2 separate regions of the Zea mays genome follow, and region 2 is linked to region 1. Evidence: chromatin contacts called from public Hi-C data. All regions are on one chromosome and are shown on one strand. The core of a region is the stretch at or near the end of the contact, and the rest is flanking DNA. Distances in the headings are between cores, read along the strand shown.

Region 1 (3,076 bases), core at 252-2,751:
TCGGGCGAAGCAGAGCTTCCTATGGTGCCTTCGGCCGGGCCTGACTGCCTGTCAGCCTCACTCTGTTAAGTGGCACCGCAGTCGGAGCGGCGCAGGCGGCGCTGTCCTTCTGTCAGGCCGGTCAGTGGAGCGGCGAAGTGACGGCGGTCACTTCGGCTCTGCCGGCTGGGGGGCGCGCGTCAGGATAAAGGTGTCAGGCCACCTTTGCATTAAATGCTCCTGCAATTTGGTCGGTCGGTGCGGCGATTTGGTCAGGGTTGCTTCTTGGCGAAGACAGGGCCTCGGGCGAGCCGGAAATATATTCGCCGCTGAAGGGGGGCCTCGGGCGAGACGGAAATCCTCCGGGGTCGGCTGCCCTTGTCCGAGGCTAGGCTCGGGCGAGGCGTGATCGATTCCCTCGAATGGACTGATCACTGACTTAATCGCACCCATCAGGCCTTTGCAGCTTTATGCTGATGGGGGTTACCAGCTGAGAATTAGGAGCCTTAAGGGTACCCCTAATTATGGTCCCCGACAGCGCTGATTCAAACACTACTCTGGATACCTGCAGAGTAAAACATGCACTGCTAGTATAGTAGTACTGTCATTCTTCCCTAACCTCATAGTCAAGCCCCTCTCTACAAATTATTCAGATAACACAATAGTTATCACTGAATTGGTAACCATCGGTGTGCATAACACAATATTTACCAAAATAAGAACCAACGTCGCCAGTATGGGGCCAGTGAGGTTAGGGTTGGACTTGAGCACGATCTGCTCGAGCGAGGATGATGATGTGAACAGCGCGGGCGGCGCCGAAGCAGCCGAAGATGGAGAGCGTCCGGAGGTGCGGCAGGCCACGCAGCGAGGCGGGGTCGAGCCTGGCCCCGGGCCTGCAGGGCGGGGTGGTGACGTCGGGGCCCAGGTGGAGGCGGGTGGCGCGGAGAACACATGCTTCGTCGGGCGCGAGCTCGCACTGCAGGCTCGGCCACGGCGTGTCGGTGTAGGGCCGCGGGTGGAGTTGCGGCCACGTCGTGTCACCGAGGAGGTCCGCCATCACCTGAAAGATGGCCGCCAGCTCCGCCCTCGATAGCTCCAGCGCCGGCGCGTCCCCTCCGGGGATTTCGGGTGATGGGGATCGCATCTGGGAGGGTGAGGAGGGCGCGATAGGGAGCGGAGCAGAGGCAACTGGGAGGGTGAGGAGGGCGCGATGGGGAGCGAAACAGAGGGGAGGATGTCGGGGATGTGAGGAGAGGGGACAAAACCGTGCACCATAAACGGCTACACTATAGTCTTAAGTAGTAATAGAGATATGCGTCTTATACTCTCATGTCAAACTAGCTTCGGGGAAATGTGTGAGCCTCGTGAGTCGTGAGGTGAGCCATTCTGGACGGTGGCGTACCTCAGACTCGCCCCGGAATGAAAAAGGCCGAGCAGGGCGGGGTTGTGCATGGGCCGGCCCAATTTCTTGGTGAGGTCTACGTGAAGGTAGTGGAACGAGATCACCTTCCGAGACGAGAAAGGAATCACTCGTTTTCCTCCGGGCACATTCCTCCGAGTTCGGACGGCAACGCCTTTTATGGCCGCCGTTGCCTCCTCCTTCTCGCGGTTCTCCTTCCGCTGCGCCGTCTGCCCCTCCCCGCTCCGCGTCCGCTTTTCGCAGCCCCATCCGCCCGCGCGGCTCCGCGTCTCCTCCACCGTCGTTGCTCTCCACAAGCGCAACCCCAAGCGGCTCAAGTACGCCGCCGAGCGCCAGTTCACGGTACCTTCTGCCTCAAGCGCGTTCTTCTTTCTTCTTTTAACTCTCCGGCTCTCCGCAACAACACTTGCCTTTCGCGGGCTTTCTGGCGCTGACTGCTAAGAACAGTCTCTTTGGTGGCTGGGTTTTGCGCGAACGAAGAGAGGGGATGCCGGGTTGCTGCGGGTGGAGGTGGAGCCCTCCGGCGGGGACTTCTGGAAGCTTGACCCCATTATCGACCTCATCAATCGCGGCGCCGTCGGGGTGATCCCTACTGACACCGTGTACGCTGCTCAATGCTTCACTTGGAAGTTCTGTACGAAAATCACATACCCCAATCGCAATTTTTGAGCATATACTACCAATTTCTATGCGATTGTTGCAACTTGCAAGCACATAAGTTCTGTAATAATGAAACAACGATTTCAGCCTTGAGCTTTTACAAGTTACAACCACTTACAATGCAAATGCTGCAGTATGTGCTTTGTTTTGAAGCAGATTGGTTCCACTAAATTTGAGCCTAGGAAAAATACAGCAACAAAAGATTGATAAGCTGCATTTATCCTATTTTAAATATTTTTATATGTTATATTTAAAATATTCTTGGTTGACTACAAATAACATGGGGTCATACTTTTCACAGCTACTCCGTCGTCTGTGACCTGAGTAACAATGAATCGATTGAGCGCCTTCGCAGGTAAATTCACTGCTTTGATCATTTTGGTGTAATAACTGATAAGTGATGGAGTCCAATGTTTGCTTAGAATCTTAGGCATGAAACAAGCAATTTCTATACTATATAAAGCACTGGTTTCCACGGTTTCCACCGTCGTCGTGCTCCTCCACATTTAAATGGTAAAAAAGCTAAAATTGTGCACAGATGGAGATTCAAAACATGGTTGTTAGCTCCAAACCCACATTCACACCCACCTAACCAGCTGTTTTTTGTGTTTTATGCTCTATAATTATAAATGGAAACCGTAGCAACGTACAAGTACTTTGCTACTTAGCTCTAACCAGTACTATATGCTTGTTGTCGATGCAGACTGAAAGGCATTGGAGACTCCAAGGCAAGACTATCGGAACTATAGAGTCAATTTGGGTCAACATGTTTCTGCAACGAAATATGACTTGCAGAGCATAGTACCCATCTGCATACGCACCATGTTCTTATACTCATGCTAAATTATGCAGCCTCTCAGCATCCTGTGTCGCTCATTACGTGACATCGATACCTACACAACAGGATTTCCTCAAGGCACTAACCAAGGGCAAGCTAACATTTTTCGTGTTGTCAAGCGTGCAATACCTGGGCCTGTAAGGAGATCCTCTTGTTCACCTTGTTCTGCAGTCTATACT
Region 2 (3,076 bases), core at 379-2,878, 530 kb after region 1:
TTTATCATGCTTGCTTTTTCTGTCAAGGCTATTTGAACATTGTTTCGTTTTTGCTGGCTTGCTGCATAGCAACAGTTTATGTCCTATGTTTGTCCGGACATTTCCTATACCTCTATTGCTGTTACATCATTGGCGACCTGAGGACCGAGCGGGGGCTTGGTACCTGAATGGAGACGAGCTGCCCACTCGCTCCAGTGCTTTCCGAACTAAAACGTATTGTTCGCCTGCGCGGTTGTTTAATCATCATTTAGTTTGTGCGCTGTATAAGCCTGTGTCTGTTTGATAACCATTTTATCTTGTCTAATCATTAGTGTCCATTTAAACAATCGTTTAGTTCAAATAAACAGCTAAACTATAGATAACTTAGGTATGTTTAAATGTATAGGCTATCACTTCTAATAGGTAAACTAATTTTTTAGCGATATAGATGAAAAAAACATATAAAAACATTAAATTAACAAGCATATAGATCCCGGCTAATTAGTTGGTCATTCATATCTATATAAATGTCACATAAAACTTAGATAAAAATGTTAGAAAACATTCAAGTACCAAGTATGTAGCTCCCTACTCAAGTTTCTATGGATAAGTTTCTTTATCTATATCCACATCCACTATACTCTGAACGGTGGTGGTTCGTTGTAATGGAATCCCAATCGTCGGTAGGGGTGGTAATGAACGATCTAAATGTTAGAATCCTTAATAAATTTTAGTTTAAAAATAAATAAAAAACAGTGACCGTGATTTGATTTTTAAATTTTATAGCGTAAAATTTAGACCTTATTATCATCTAGTGCTCATACAAGATAGATGACGCGTATGTCATGACATCGGCCCGACCAACGAGACGTCTGCGAAAATGACAGGAAGCATGCACGGCAGCAGGGTAAAGGACGCCGCAGAAGACGCAGATGGCACAAACAGCCATTCTCCGGCGTCAAGTGGACTACCGACTGAGACCGGCGTTGGAACTTTCCCCTAGGCTCACCGTGGCTCCGGCGCCAAAGCGGCAGCTGACACCAAACGCATCGGCTTGGTGTCTCTCCCCCGGCGGGCAACACGTACGTCTCGGCGCATCCGCGTCGGCGTCGCCAATCGCGCGAGCCACTAGCTACTGCCGCGGCCGCGCACGGGGGCTGTGCCGTGCATGGCGAGTGTCGACACCCCATGGGTGAAGGCGTGCGTGAAGCCCGCACGTCGCACCAGAGGTAAAGGCTTGGCTTTGCGTGTCAACGCCCGTGTTTGTCGCCTCCTCGTCTCGCGGCGGTCTAGCCGAGTCGCCATCCCTCCACAGAGACCACATCACCACAGGGGTGTGTGGCGGGCCTACCCGCACACCCTAGCCGCCCGATCCCGACCCGACCGCCCAAACCGCGACAGCGACAGCGGAGACGAGCTCGAATCCCACGGATTTCGGCCGGTCCCCTCCGTCATTTTTGTACCCGCCACGCTGGGCCTGGGCTGCCGGCTGAGACCCACGCACGCACGCTTATCGGCATTCGGCAACCCACGAAAGAGCACAGCGACCGCCGACCGGTGCCGGAGCCTGCCGCACAACGATCCGGTCGCGCCCGTCCGTGGCCCAGAGAAGATCCCAACCCCGCCCGTCCGCCGCGGACTCCCGGGCCCGCCGCCTCGTCCGTTTTCCGAATCGGCCGCGCGGGGTACCGCGGCGCCGGGGGCCGCCCGGAGCTCCGTCCGAGTCCGTTGCCGGGAGCCAGCCAGGGCGCAACGCGAGCGCAATGGCGGAGGTGGGGAGCCGGGTGCGCGGGTTCCTGCGGAACCGGTGGCTGGTGTTCGTGGCGGCGATGTGGATGCAGTCGTGCGCCGGGGTCGGCTACCTCTTCGGCAGCCTCTCGCCGGTTATCAAGGCCTCGCTCGGCTACAACCAGCGCCAGGTCGCCGGGCTCGGCGTCGCCAAGGACCTCGGCGACAGCGTCGGCTTCCTCGCCGGCACGCTCTGCGCCGTGCTCCCGCTCTGGGCCGCGCTCCTCGTCGGCGCCGCGCAGAACCTCGTCGGCTACGGCTGGGTCTGGCTCGCCGTCACGCGCCGCGTCCCCGTGCCCCCGCTCTGGGCGGTGAGATCCCCACGCCACGTCTCCTCATTTTCTCATTGCTGTATTAATTATTATTTTTAACCGTTTCTATTTTACTACACGTTCCATGCTCATGCTGCCATCCCATTCTTTTTTTATGGGTTTTCCCCCCGTTACCCTGCTGGCCGCGGTGCGCGGTTGCGCATTGGTTGCATGTCGCGATCGCGTGTGCTCGCTCTACCAACGCTTAGACTTCCTTACATATTCTTTGATGGGGTGAATTTTTCTTGCCCGCGACTGTTGTTGATTGAATCGTGCACGATGCTTCTGTGGAATATATGTCGGAATTTTAGGTTTCCAAATGCAGTCGTCGTTGAAATTCCAAGCTTTCGGGTTTTGTATCGTAGCAGTGTCATACCATTATGTTCGGTTCGACGACACAGACATACAGTTATACAGATTTCGCTGCGGTTCAAGTTTCAGGGGTCAGGATCATACCCACGTCAAATATTCTTGCTCACATGGTTTCAGAACATATGGTGTTACCAGCGCTCGAATCATTTTTCAAACCATGCAAAAAACTGCATGCCCTCGGGCCTCGGGGTCGGGGATGCAGATTAGCACTTGGACTCCACTTGGAAAATGACAGATGGGCTAATTTCGTTTGTTTTAGTATACTGCTGTAGCTAATCTTCGACGTTTACTAATATGTGTCATATTAAAAGCACAACTGTACAGTTATTTTGGAAATGGATACTCTTATAATGCTGAACTTCTCGAAGTTGCATTGGACCTATCGTATATGGTTAGTTGTTGTGTAAGACTAAGACCGTACTTTTCTTGTCAATGTGGTCGCTATCTTGCTTTCCATGTGCCTCCAGGCTCCAGCTGTACCTTATTATCTAAAATTTCCTGTAAATCCTATGACGTCAGGGTAAATCATACAGTGATTTAACTGTGGTATCTTATTCTATTTTTCGAGAAAAAAAGATTTTATTTCACCCCAAAATCAGCGCATCTAGTTGATACACAGCCTTTGA

The links. A called contact is a pair of places that touch in the nucleus more often than the background predicts.
Region 2: a Hi-C map of tassel shows a contact between it and region 1, with 2.7 times the contacts expected there. The contact joins the promoter of LOC100279749 here to the promoter of LOC100382753 in region 1. A contact is called at or near these places in 3 of 25 Hi-C or Micro-C datasets (bundle sheath, ear and tassel).

Annotation. Positions count from the first base shown.
Region 1 is chr4:46,582,824-46,585,899 of Zm-B73-REFERENCE-NAM-5.0, forward strand. It overlaps LOC100382753, which reads left to right and starts at 1,502. Exons shown (of 9, transcript NM_001175468.1): 1 at 1,502-1,741; 2 at 1,880-2,001; 3 at 2,361-2,414; 4 at 2,763-2,787; 5 at 2,912-3,034. The coding sequence starts at 1,559. It also overlaps the pseudogene LOC109945713.
Region 2 is chr4:47,114,069-47,117,144 of Zm-B73-REFERENCE-NAM-5.0, forward strand. It overlaps LOC100279749, which reads left to right and starts at 1,629. Exons shown (of 3, transcript NM_001152707.1): 1 at 1,629-2,078. The coding sequence starts at 1,743. It overlaps LOC100217069, which reads left to right. Exons shown (of 4, transcript NM_001143439.1): 4 at 1-103.